2 separate regions of the Mus musculus genome follow, and region 1 is linked to region 2. The links are chromatin contacts, called in public Hi-C maps. All regions are on one chromosome and are shown on one strand. The core of a region is the stretch at or near the end of the contact, and the rest is flanking DNA. Distances in the headings are between cores, read along the strand shown. Region 1 has its middle 27 kb from the start of 4930422I22Rik. Region 2 has its middle 11 kb from the start of Rab21.

What was found. A called contact is a pair of places that touch in the nucleus more often than the background predicts.
Region 1: a contact with region 2 is called in a Hi-C map of uterus, with 4 times the contacts expected there. The contact joins two enhancer-like sites. A contact is called at or near these places in 6 of 39 promoter capture datasets (the 3T3-L1 cell line, the C10 cell line, embryonic stem cells and 2 more) and 1 of 484 Hi-C or Micro-C datasets (uterus).

Annotation. Positions count from the first base shown.
Region 1 is chr10:115,892,721-115,899,700 of GRCm38.p6, reverse strand. No RefSeq gene overlaps it. Among named protein-coding and RNA genes, the nearest start is that of 4930422I22Rik, 27 kb to the right of the region's middle. Within about 2 kb of position 2,175, at least 28 of the 459 cell types and tissues checked have an H3K27ac peak or open chromatin away from gene starts, as enhancers often do. A contact at or near this core is called in uterus, where this site is marked.
Region 2 is chr10:115,323,379-115,330,435 of GRCm38.p6, reverse strand. No RefSeq gene overlaps it. Among named protein-coding and RNA genes, the nearest start is that of Rab21, 11 kb to the right of the region's middle. Within about 2 kb of position 1,750, at least 114 of the 459 cell types and tissues checked have an H3K27ac peak or open chromatin away from gene starts, as enhancers often do. A contact at or near this core is called in uterus, where this site is marked.

The sequences.
Region 1 (6,980 bases), core at 926-3,425, 570 kb before region 2:
CAAGCTGCATAAGACCAAGCCCGCCAATATTCAAGCTTGGGTGAAGATATCAACCTATTTGTTTCACAGTCATTTTTTTTTTCAGGATGCCTTCAAAGTAAGACAGAGATGCCCTATGAAATGGCATCCTGGGACCTGGATCTGTTGTGTAGCAATGCTGAAACATTCCATGCTTCAGGAGAGCTCTTTAATGCAGGGAAACTTAAACAACTCAAATAGCTACAGGAAGTTCCCAAAACTGATCAGGTTCACCAGTGCCCTCCCACACAAGACTATATAAGCAGTGAAGACTGCTGAGAGTTGGTCAGTTTCAGAGAAGTTTAGCTGCTCAAAAGACATAGAAACCAGTTAACTGCCTCCAGCCTATTGAGCTCCCTGGAGGTGTGCAGTGTTCCAGGTTCTCAGGTTTTGTGAGTTGTCACCCATGCAGGGGAGAGCTTTGCTGATGCAGCTGTCTTTGAGTCATTTCTGCTTCTGTAAGTAACCCCTCACGCATACTTCTGTAAGGAACACCAATAAAATTCATTGGTTCTCTGAGTTGAACTTTGGTGGTATTCATCCTTTGGTCTGCATCAGCTTCCTATCTGAGGTGAATAGATGTTGGTACATGTCTCCCCAGGAATAGTGTCTCATAACGAGGCTGTTCTGTGTTTCCATTAATCTCACAAAGACAGGAAATCTAAAACAAAATCTAAGTACAGTCGATTTCACCCACCTCATAGTAGATGAGTAGCTGTATCTAAACTGCAGACAGGGTCAGCTGCCTCTCACCTGGTCTCTGGGCTGCATTTGCCTGAGTCTCACTGAAGTTTCTAATCTGCTGGGGATGACAGCAGGATTTGATAGTGCTTGGTTTTTATAAGCACGGTGTCTAAAGCTAAGCCACTTATCTCATCTGAGGCTCATCCTATGAAACGCTGACCCAACCTTCACCCATGTAAAACAAAGAACCCATGATCGGTGATTACTGAGAAATGTTATCAGTGATGTCACGCCTTCCTAGGGCTCTGGCAACAATGGTCACCTTAGTCACCAATGCTAGCTTATAGTGGGGGGATCATCAGTCTCCATTTCTGACTGAGGAACTGTGGACAGTTGATGGCTTCTGGTGGGGAGGGCAAGTCAGTTTTCTTTAAAGGTATTGCTCTTGGTGGGTAGATGGGCTCCCACTGATATATATATATATATATATATATATATATATACATATATATATATATATATATATATATATATATATATATATATATATATATATATATATATATACCATACATTGGACTTGATGCATTATTAGGCAGACAAACAAATAGATAATGAGGACATAAGTTGAGACTGAAGGTAGATGGGTAAGAATAGATCTTAGAGGAAGGCTGTATATGACCAAAACACATTGTATGAACTGTGCAAAGAATTAATAAAAATATACTTTTAAATAAAAAGAATAATTTAAAGCAGAGGGAAGTAGAAGTGACGCAAAATAATAGAGACAAATTCCTGGTAGACTATTTAGTCTGCATCTATCTAGTAATAACTTTTCCTTTGCAGTCAAGTGAACCAATAAACTCCCATTTGTATTAGTTTAAACAAATTCCTGTGAGTGCTGAATGGTGTATGCCTTCTACCAATGTAGCTTCATATCTCTGGATTTATCTTATTTGATACAGATACCACATTCTACCTTGTTTTATCCGTTCCCCCAAACATTTAAGTTCTATGTGTGTGTCTTTTATTTTTTTAATTTTATTTTTTTTTGGGTTCCTTAGCAGAGTGCCTAGTACTTAATAAATACTGAAAGACTCGAAGCATCCTCTATGGTGCCCAGGGGACTGGCTAAGAAAGGTGAAGACATCGTTCTTTTCCATGAGGAGTTTATAAATTACTGTTAATTATTCCCAGATGGGGGTGTATTCATCGTCATTCCTCAGCTCCAGCTATGAATTTGAAGACCCGTTAATTATGCCTCCATCAGATGGTTCTGCAGCTAGGTCCATCCACCTTTCCCTCCTGGCTATGCCACTGTATCTCTGGACGCTGGCTTGCCCACTTGGCTGAACTGTCTTCAAATAGCCTTCCTTCACATGCGATTAATCCGTCTGCATGAGAGCAGTGCTTCAGGGGGAAGGAGTGAAAGGGCAGGAGGAAGGAAAATGGGGGAAAGTGAAACCACACGAAATGGGCACGGACCCAAAGACATTTCTGAAGTCTGTGGTGAAATTCTCTTCTGGCACCGCTACATAACAATAGCACATCATTTTCATTAACTTGAACAAACAAAACCAAACAGAGATTAAAAACCAGTACAGATGTGATATAACTTTCCACTCCTAGCATAGACTCAGCAGCCGTGTGGAACCACTTCCCTTAACAAGGCAGGCCATGTTCTCTCAGTCTGTCCCAGGACAAATAGCACATGGGGCTGGGAGACAGCCACCCGTTCTCAGCTCTGGACAGCATCACTTGCTCTCTCCACAATCCTCTTTCCTGAAGACTGATGGGACCCTCACATTCTCCCCTCTACCCTTTGCCTCCCCATTCTTTTTCTTACTGCCCTTAATGATGCACCTCATACCTAGAACCATCTTGGGTCCTTTGATGCCAGACACCATAATCCCCTTCCTCTCATATGGAAGCCTCTTTGCACTGAGACATCCAAGGCTGATGTCACTGCAGAGCTGCCTTGCACAACCTGAGGGACTTTATCATTATCTCATGAATCACAACCATCTGAATTCCATTTCCTTGGATGGAGGCCCTGTCTGGTGTGTGCTCTGCACAGCTCCACCCAAAGGGATGGCACTCAATAAATAACAAGTTGTGATGATAACAATACTGTGAATATATACTCCAGAAATATGTCACAAAGAATGGATGACTGTTAGCTGTCTGGCCTCCAATGGACTTTCTCCTGGGGGAGTCTCACATGCTATACATCAGTGGTTTCCCAGTTGTGAGAGGTAGCAGAAAGTCCTCATGGAATTTGGGACAAAGGGAGAACAGAATAACAACAACAACAACATGCTGCAAGGAACTTTAGGATTGCCCTTAGTGAGGAAAATGAGATGCAGTAAGACCCACACCGAAATGCCAAAAGCTCTTAAGGATACTCTTCCAGAAGATGTTAGCTCTGACATTGAGCAGGCAGGGTCTGTGAATTTTTAAGATCTGTTTCTTTAATACAAAATGAGAATAGCCTGTTCTCCCTCATTTATAGGACTGGATGAGAATCAAATAATAGAAGAGCTGTGGCAGCAAGCAGCTCACACATGATTGTGTAATCACCTGCCAGGCGCTATTGGTGAAACATATGTGAACTAAGTTAACCATCAAACAGCCCTAGAAATTGGCTCCTCTAGTGGGTGGGTGTGTGTGTGTGTGTGTGTGTGTGTGTGTGTGTGTTTGGGAAAGGGTCACCTGCTGTCATGTGTGCAGGTGCATTTGAGTACATGTGCTTGCAAAGATGAGAAGTTAACTTCAGATGTTCAGATGTAGTCACCCACCTTGGATTTTGCTGGTAGCGGAGGTGGTGGTGGTGTTGGTGGTTTGCACTTTTCTGTTCTTTTTTAAAAGCAAGAATAATGTCCTTCACTGAGACCAGAAACCTAACAATTCAAACAGGCTAGCTAGCTAACCAGCCACAGGGGTCCTTCTGTCCCAGCAACTCCAGAGATGGGGATGAAACACAGGTCGTAGTGCCTAACAGCAAGCACTTTGCCACCTGAGCCATCTGCTCAATGCCTAGCTATTGTTTTTTACTTGTACGTGTATGTGTGTGTGTGTGTGGGGGGGGGGGTGATGGAGGCAGGGCTCAGAGAAGTCTACTTATTATTCCAGTTTTTCAAAACTATTATTAAACCAGTGAAATAGTAGCTCAGTGAAGAAGCAACATTTTAACATAGAGGTCACTCATGACCTGCTATCCAATCTAGGAGCATAGTAGAAGCGAGCAATATAAATCAAGAAATGTTTGATATTGTATTATATACTATGGAAATCTGAAGGATCATCAGAAATAGCCAACAGTATATAAATAATAATTTATAATAGCATAAAAATAAACTGATGGTTTTGTACCAGCCTGTAAAATACTGTTCGTATGTGGCTATCTCAATAGGCAAAAGATATGGCCATTTTGGGCTCTATCTTCAAGCGATTAAATCTCACTGGTCTGCTTTGGGCCTGAGAGAAACTTCTGTATGCCAGAGCATTTTCCAAAACTCGTCCTATAAATATTAGTTGATATTTCATATTTCCACAAAGGTAGAGGGATACTGTTGAAAATAGTAACTCAGAGCCAGGCGTGGTGGCGCACACCTTTAATCCCAGCACTCGGGAGGCAGGGGCAGGCAGATTTCTGAGTTCGAGGCCAGCCTGGTCTACAAAGTGAGTTCCAGGACAGCCAGGACTATACAGAGAAACCCTGTCTCGAAAAACCAAAAAAAAAAAAAAAAAAAAAAAAAGAAAGAAAGAAAGAAAGAAAATAGTAACTCAGAATTCCTGACGGTGGACACCAGAGCTCCTTGAGATACTTTTCTTTATTTAGTCCAATTCAAAATGAAGGAATCAACATGCTTATATCAGAGTCAATTTTTTCAGGAAAGCCTCAAAGTAAGACAGAGATGCCCTATGAAATGGCATCCTGGGACCTGGATCTGTTGTGTAGCAATGCTGAAACATTCCATGCTGCAGGAGAACTCTTTAATGCAGGGAAACTTAAACAATTCAAATAGCTACAGGAAGTTCCCAAAACTGATGAGGTTCACCAGTGCCCTCCCACACAAGACTATATAAGCAGTGAAGACTGCTGAGAGTCAGTTTAAAACAAGGTTAGCTGACCTAAAGAAATAGAGACCAGTTAACTGCCTCCAGCCTATTGAGCTCCCTGGAGGTGTACAGTGTTCCAGGTTCCCAGATGTTGTGAGCTGTCATCCATGCAGGGGTGATCTTTGCTGATGCAGCTGTCCTTTGAGTCATTTCTGCTTCTGTAAGTAACCCCTCACCCATACTTCTGTAAGGAACACCAATAAAACTCATTGGTTCTCTGAGTTGGACTTTGGTGGTATTCATCCTTTGGTCTGCATCAGCTCCCTATCTGAGGTGAATAGATGTTGGTACATGTCTCCTCAGGAATAGTGTCTCATAACGAGGCTGTTCTGTGTTTCCATTAATCTCACAAAGACAGGAAAACTAAAACAAAATCTAAGTACAGTCGATTTCACCCACCTCATAGTAGATGAGTAGCTGTACCTAAACTGCAGACAGGGTCAGCTGCCCCTCACCTGGTCTCTGGGCTGCATTTGCCCGAGTCTCACTGAAGTTTCTAACCTGCTGGGGATGACAGCAGGATTTGATAGTGCTTGGTTTTTATAAGCATGGTGTCTAAAGCTAAGCCACTTATCTCATCTGAGGCTCATCCTATGAAACGCTGACCCAACCTTCACCCATGTAAAACAAAGAACCCATTATCGGTGATTACTGAAGAATGTTATCAGTGATGTCACGCCTTCCTAGGGCTCTGGGAGGAACTTCATCTGTGAACAATGGTCACATTAGTCACCTATGCTAGATTATAACTGCCAGTGAAATGCCCATTTCCAGTGGGTGGACAGCCGATGAATTTAAGGTCTTCCTTCTTTATCTCCTATACAACACAATCTGCCGTCCATAATAACCCCTGTTATAATCATATTCTATTCTAGATACATAATGTGAAGAAGACTCATTGATTTCAATTAATTTAAATCCTACAGGGATCAAATGGAAAAAATATGCAAAGACAGATATCATTGTTTCAATTTCTGATAAATGCTACTTAGAAATTAAACGTCACGTTTCATTAGTTACAAACTGTGATTTCTTTTTTCAGATTTCAGTGTTTAGAGAAGCATCCCACAGCCCAATGGCAACTTTTGCCTGATTTCAATTTTAACAGCATCCTCTCCTTTCCTTCTGGCACATAAAGTGAAGATGCTTTTAAAAACTGATGGCAGCTTCGATTTGTAGAAAAGGCTGCAGAATGGGCGAGGCACTGGCCACTGCCTCTACACGTTCCATTTCTGACATCCATTATCGAAGGTAAATTAATAATGACTATTTCCAGAGCTAACAAATAAGCTGTTTCCCATAATACTGAAGAAATGTCATTCTTAAGATGAGAAGGGAATTCACTTCAGTTTTTCTTTCACTTCTTCAAGCTCTTCTTTCCAACTTGTGATAAATTTCCATTCATTGTGTTTTTTTCTAAAAAAAAATTAACATTGTCTCTTCTCTCTCTGTCTCTGTCTCACACACACACATACACACACACACACACACACACACACACACACACACACACACCATGTTAGAAGACGATTTTCCCGTATGTTTTTAGTTTCACTTGTTAGTTTCCTCTTTCAAATACCGTATTTCATGCATTCCTTTCTTGCCTTGACTGCTCTCTTCCTCACAAACCTGAGCACAGATCTTAGTTGTCTCTCATATGGGCGGGCTTTAGATGCACGCTGCTCTGTGATTTGCTCCCTGCTGCCTGTCCTCTCTGAAGTCTCAGTCTCACTAGCCTCACATTGCAGAGCTCTGCAGTATCTTCCCTCCACAGCCCCAGGCTTCCTCTAAGACTCCACTCAGATATGTCAGCACATGCTCTCCTTTGCAGTTTCCTTCCCATTCAAGTCATGTTCAGTTGCTTTTGGCAACCGAAGTTCCTGTACCCTTTCCTGACATTCCCTGTACACTTGCTGGGTATAGCATTGAAGTCACTGCAGAGTTCCCTTTCCTTGCCCCCTCCTCATGGTGAGGGGTTCTTCTCTGTTGTGTAAATCTGGGAGAGTTCCCAGCTCTGCCCTTCGGTCTCTAGATGCTATCTCTGAGGATGGGGATTCCTGTAGTCTAGTCAGCTTCTGTCCCTGTAGGAGAAATGGACTCTGGTTGCACCTGCAGCCCATAATTTAGGATGTCCGATTGTGTCCTGGGGTCCATGC
Region 2 (7,057 bases), core at 501-3,000:
GCCAAGGGAGTTTGGAGCTCTTACCGCCTGTTCTTCCCATTGAGAGGTTTGACCTCACTGGTGGAATAGAATGTGTGTGTGTGTGTGTGTGTGTGTGTGTGTGTGTGAGTGTGTGTAGAGAGATTCAGACGGGCAGCTGTGGTGGAGTTAGAGGCAAGCTAAACTCAGGTTGTAACAGGTATCAATCCACTACATAGACTTCCATTTTTTAGAAAAAGATTTATCTGTTTATTTTATGTATATGAGTAAGTACACTGTAGTTGTAAGGATGGTTCTGAGCCTTCATGTGGTTGTTAGGAATTGAATTTAGGACCTCTGCTCACTCCAGTGGGCCCTGCTCGCTCCAGTCAACCCCGGTCCCTCAGTCCCTGCTTGATCCGGCCCAAAGATATATTTATTATTATAAATAAGTACACTGTTGCTGCCTTCAGATGCACCAGAAGAGGGCGTCAGATCTCATTACGGGTGATTGTGAGCCACCATGTGGTTGCTGGGATTTGAGCTCAGGACCTTCAGAAGAGCAGTCAGTGCTCTTACTCCCCTGAGGCATCTCACCAGTCCTAGACTTCCATTTTTAAGAGGGAATTTTAAGAAGCAAATACAATTCCTAGGAAGTGTTTTCTATATGTAATTACTATATAACCTACAATGATCCTTGGGAAGGAAACTGATATGGGACTTTGGTTTGCTCAAGGCTCACATCACTATTTTTTTTAAAGATTTATTTATTTTATGTATATGAGTACACACTGTAGTTGTACAGATGGTTGTGAGCCTTCATGTGATTGTTGGGAATTGAATTTAGGACCTCTGCTTGCTCTGGCCAACCCCACTTGCTCCGGCCCAAAGATTTATTTATTATTATAAGTTCACTGTAGCTGTCTTCAAATGCACCAGAAGAGGGCATCAGATCTCATTATGGGTGGTTGTGAGCCACCATGTGGTTGCTGGGATTTGAACTCAGTATCTTTGGAAGAGCAGTCAGTGCTCTTACCCCCCCTGAGCCATCTCACCAGCCCTCACCTCACTATTGAACAGAAGAGCTGGAGTTTGAACTCTGGGGATCAGGCTCCAAGGCCATCCTCCTCAGACGCTTCAGTGCAAACCCTCTGCTTGTACCATTAGAGGGATGCAACAACCAGAACATTGACAAAAAAAAAAAAAAAAAAAAAAAAAAAAAAAAAAAAAAAAAAAAAAAAAAAGCAAAACAAAACTAAAACAAAACAAAATAAAAAGCAAAACAAAAAGCAAAACAAAACCAAAAACTTATTGCACTCTCCAGGACCTTCAAAAAGACAAACCTGAATCCTAATTTAAGACGAGAAAGAGGAGGAGGAGGAAGAAGAAGAAGAAAAAGATTCCAATAATTGAAGATAATCCGTATAGTAAGAGCAGGAAGAAAAATTATAAACAAAATAACCCTTCCTCAATAAGAATAACTTGAAGATCTTTGATTAAAATGTTATTAAAACCCAAAGTTCTATAAAGACAAATTGCTAGAAACATAAAAAACAATCCTCAGCTTAATGTGGGGATTGGCCAAAATGACAAAGCCGTTGATCACTGTTGTGGCTTCAGAAGAACTTTCCAGAACAGACTGTTTTTTGTTCCTCCTTCCTCAGAAAACATGATGTCCCTCAAAAATGTTCCTCAGTGAGTCAGAAATGTGGACCGCAGAGCTGGCTTCCTTTCAGGGTTCTCCAGTGGCAGCCCAGCTGGGACACACAGAAGTGAGACTCTGCTCGCCCCAGGGCAGCTTTTCTGGGCCACAGGAAACCATTTTACAGTATTTCCTATGCTTTCGTCTGCAGCTGCCTATGGTGTGAGCAGTGAATCTGTTTCTTCTAACTTGCCACGTTGATGTGTTCTCTCACCAGACTAAGGTCATTGATAAAAGCACAGCCAAGGGTGCGGTACTCAGAGGGTTTCTGAGCGCTGTTTGAAGGGGTTACGTAGCTATGATCTTGGTTATCCCTAGCCAGTGGGAGCCCCGCTTTGGATTAGTTATTAGTGACTCTGCTTCATAAAAGTGGTACAAAGAACAGGATGTAATCTGACAGTACCCTGGTACCTGTGTGAAGCAGGAAGGCGGGATTATCGCAGGGTGGAGACATCAGGGACAGGAGTCCTGGAGATATTTGATGGGGAAGAAAGAGTGGTAAGTGGACCATAGTTAACACACCCATGACTTCTACAGGTTTGTGTCTTCTGCTTACACAGGTGGAGCAACAAGAGTGAAGTGTAGAGCAGAGGAACGGTCCTCTTTGTTGGGAATGTACACGGGCAACTCCCTCACCAGGGTAGAGAGCTCAAGAAGGGGCCATTCAAGTGGAACGTCCCGCATAGACGAAGAAAAAGAGATTCTCAAGTGGTACCTGCGCATCTAGGAGGGAAACAGAGGTACAATGTGAGCCTGCACCGAAAGGGATGCTTAAGATCTAAGGACAGGAGCCGGGCGTGGTGGCACACGCCTTTAATCCCAGCACTTGGGAGACAGAGGCAGGGGGATTTTTGAGTTCGAGGCCAGCCTGGTCTACAAAGTGAGTTCCAGGACAGCCAGGGCTATACAGAGAAACCATGTCTCGAAAAAAAAAAAAAATCTAAGGACAGATATAAGCCAATACCAGGAAATAGCACGCCCGCTATTCTGGGTATCTCGGAGAGTTTAGGAGGAAGGGCAGGATATTTTGCTGTCCTGAAAGGAATGGCGCAGTTAAGGATGGGACCAACATCTCCCAGTTCCCACAGACCGCCCCAGCACTGTGCTTCTGTCACAATGAATGAAGAAAAGTAAGCCAGCGGTGTCTGGAAGCACGATGGGCCATAGTGCTTCTGAGGTTTATCAGCCTGGGAGGGGGAGGGGCTGTGGGGGCTGGCTAGGAGGAATTGGGGGGCTGCCGGGGTAGCTAGGGGGTGCTTGAGAGGTGGCTGGGGGTCTGGGGAGGCTTTTAGTTATTTCTGGTGCTGTCGACAGTGCTTCCCACCGCTGACTATTAAACATGTTGATCTCTTGGCTTCTCTGTCCTATTGCTTTACCATCCGTTTGTTTTGTTTTGTTTTGTTTTGTTTTCCTAAATGTGTGTATATGTTAGGTTATTTTATTTTTGTGTGTGTACATGGTTTTTTGTTTTGTTTTGTTTTGTTTTGAGGGTCTTTTTGTTTGTTTGTTTGTTTGTTTGTTTGTTTGATTTGTGTGTACATGTGTGGGTGCCTGGCGCCTGCAGGTGTTAGAAGAAAGTGTCAGATCCCCTAGAGCTAGTGTTTCAAGTGGTGGTGAGGCACCATGTGAGTGCTGGAAACCCAGTTCCTCTGCAAGAACGGCAAATGCTCGACCTCTGAGCCATCTCCCCAGCCCTAAACTTACTTCAGTTTTTATTACTCGTGTGTGTGTGTGTGTGTGTGTGTGTGTGTGTGTGTGTGTGTGTGTGTGTGAGGAGTTGTGAGGTGGGAGAGGGAGAAGAGAGAGTCACACACTGCAGTTTGACTTTCCAGAATTAGCTCTCTTTCCACAGTGGGTTCCAGGAACTGAGTTCAGGGCATCAGGCTGTCGAAGCTTGTGCTTTTACGTCCTGAGCCATCTCTCCAGTTTCCTGGTTCTGATCTTTTAACGAGACTTTTCATTGACTTTTAGGTCTGTGTGTCTGTATCCCAGTGGGGTCAGAAATCGTTCTCTCCTTCTGCTATGTGAGTCCTGGGGAACTCAGGTCATTAGGCTTGGTGGCAAGTACCTTCACCTACTGAGCCATATTACTGTCCCCAGAATATTCTTTTATTTCTTTAAATCAATACTGTTAAAGCCAGGTGGTGGTGGTGGGCCATAATCTCAGCACTTGGGAGGCAGAGGCAGGTGGATTTCTGAGTTCGAGGCCAGCCTGGTCTACAGAGTGAGTTCCAGGACAGCCAGGGCTACACAGAGAAACCCTGTCTCAAAAAACAAACAAACAAAAAAAAACAAAAACAAAAACAAAAACAAAATTGTCCGTATGGGTTGGGGAGATGGCTCAGCCGTTAAGAGGACCAACCGCTCTTCCAGAGGTCCTGAGTTCAATTCCCAGCAACCACATGGTGGCTCACAACTATCTGTAATGGACGGAAAGTTTGCCTTGATTGAACTTGATCTGAAGCCCCTTCAGAGGCTGGGTTGTTTTTTAGTGTTTGTAGTTGGGGGCAGGGGTAGGGGTGGGAGCTAGGGGTGGAAATGGGGGTGGGAGCTAATGCCCAGGGTTAGTCATTACCCTTCATGTGTAAAATCAACAGCTCCCGGATTCTTTTATCAGGTTGATTCGGGGTCGCAGTCTCTGATACTCTTGACCTTGGGGAGCAGCGTCTGAAAACAGGCGAGGAACGCCTCCTTCAGGAGTGTGAAGGCAGTAAGACTGTCCTGATGCTGTCAGGCCCGGCGTTGAATGATGCTCTCCTAATGGAAACCACACTGGGGATAGTTTTATAAGGCCATAAAGAAGGCAAGTTAGCTCGTTTCCTCCCCTGACTCCCGAACACAGAGCATCCCGAGGGGCTCCACTGGAGAAGAGAAGGATGGTGTAGTTTTTAGCTGAGCTTAATTTCGTTTTCATTCAGCTACAATAAATAACATAGCACATAAAACTCTGTGTCTTTGGGAGCGTATTTGTCTGAAAAAACAACAACAAATAATACGGCCATTATCAGTAAATGGCTCTCAATTATTTATTGGTTTAACGAGCTATTTTTGATGCCTACAGTATGCAGAAGGTACTATCGTAGATGCTAGTTATCAAGAATAAGGAAGAATCCACCTCTTGGTGCTGTTTAGGATGTGCAAGCAGACATACCTCTTACCTTGGTCCATTTCTACAGCTCTAATGAATGACTTTCTCTTCATGGCCTAAGGCACAGATTGTCTGTTTTACAGTGGCTGAAGCTGCAGTATAGGAAGACTGCATGCCATTCTGGGAAACCCACAGAAACATCATTTTTCTGGCTCCGAGGGGCTATCCACACACCTTGCTTCATGGTTCCCCTCCTATAGCATCCATACCTGCTGCGATGGACCACACTGCCTTCGCCTTTCCCTCGCTTTCGTCCCTGACATCTCCGGTTCTCACCTCCTCCTCCCGGAGCGGGTCGGGCACTCAGGAGGCAGAGGTAGGCAGATGTGTGAGTTCAAGGCCAGCCTGGTCTACAGAGTGAGTTCCAGGACCACCAGGGCTACCCAGAGAAACTCTGTCTCGAAAAACCAACAAGAAACCAGCAAGCCCGAGTGGTAGCATGTCCCCATAATTCCAGCATGGGGAAGCCAGGGACAGGAGGACGTCCCCCTCCCCCCAGAACTCATGGGGAGCTTCAGGTTCAGTCAGAGACATAGCCTCAGAAATAGGAGACACCCAGTGTCAACCTCTGGACTCCACGTGAATGGACCTGTACATGCACACACATGAGTGTCCACAAGCACACACACTCACACAGAGGGAAAAAATCAGAGATGCTGCGAAGAGTTTTTTGGTTGTTCAATAAGCTTCTCCAGCTACTAGTAGAGAAATGTGGATGTGGGAACGCAACGAGCTGGAAGTGGGGGAAGAGAGACAGAGACAGAGACAGACAGAGATACAGAGACAGAGGGAGAGAGACAGAGAGACAGAGAGGCAATAGATGGACTGAGGAAGACCATGCTTCATAGTTTAAGGAAAGTTTGTACAAACGTTTAAGTGCAGCTGGGCAGTGGTGACACACGCCTTTAATCCCAGCACTTGGGAGGCAGAGGCAGGTGGATTTCTGAGTTCAAGGCCAGCCTGGTCTACAAAGTGAGTTCCAGGACAGCCAGGGCTGCACAGAGAAACCCTGTCTCAAAAAACAAACAAACAAACAAACAAACAAAAAAGTTTAAGTGCATATACATTGAAAATTACTTCATGAGAAAACTGGCACTTAGAAAGTTTGGTCATTTTGGTATCTATAATATTCCAGTCATCCTGGATATAGGCTGTGAGGATGAGCCAGGTAGAGGTCTGGTCCATTGTGTCCGCTGTCAGGAATCAGAGCGAAGTGAAATCTACCCCTCAGCTCCTTTTGTCCCTCTCAGCCAGTCTGGGACCCTAGCCCGGAGAATGGTACCCAGCGCATTTAGGGTGGCTCTTCCTACCCCTGTAAAGCCAGTTTAGAAAACCCCTCCTCACAGATGTGTCCAGAGGTTGGCTCAGATGTGAGTCTAGATCTTTCGGGTTGCCAACCAATATTAACCACCATAATAGTCATTTAGGTCTAGTTTACATAGATCTCTTTAGGATTTCTAGTGTCTTATAACTACAGGAAACGGCCATGCTGCAGACTTCAGACTGACTCAGTGAGATTGTCTGAGTTCTGAACTGACTTTAGTCATTCGGAAACAGCCTGTTTGCAACACTATTACCAATAATTTGGTTACAGAATAGGCAATCCAATGTTTCTATCTAATATAACCAGATAGTTTTGATGCTCTGGTTATTTAAAAATCAATTTATTTTATTCTGTGTGTTTGTGTGTGTGTGTGTGTGTGTGTGTGTGTGTGTGTGTGTGTTTGTAAGCGCAGGTGTCCAAGGAAGCCAAGGTCAATGGGTGTCTTGGAACTGGAGTTACAAGCAGTTATTTAAAACAAACATTTTGATAGCTTTCTTTGTCTTCTCTTTTTAGCTCCTGACATATTTCATTAGAAATTGGCAAGATCTGAGAATTCTAACATTGAATACAATTCTTTCTTCGAGAAGAAATAGTTTTAAGTTTCTTGGAACATTTGCAGTGAACATCCGTCACCTTATGAACTGTAGTTTCTCCCTTCTTACGTTCCCCATGTCTCTTAGAATATTCCTGTTTTTTAAAACTCAGGGGAGAATCTTTGCCGGTAACCTTATTTTTATTGAAGAACACAGCTAACAGTCTTGGAAGGATTTGCCCTTACCTGGTAAATTTCATCGAGCTGCTGGTGCCCTCTCGTGGTCACTGCCCACACTTGCAGGTTATTTATTTTTGCTAGTGAGCCGGGAAGAGCCTCAGAGATTTAAAAAGACTAGAAACTGTAGGTTCTGAGCTTGCTCCAGAAAGGAAA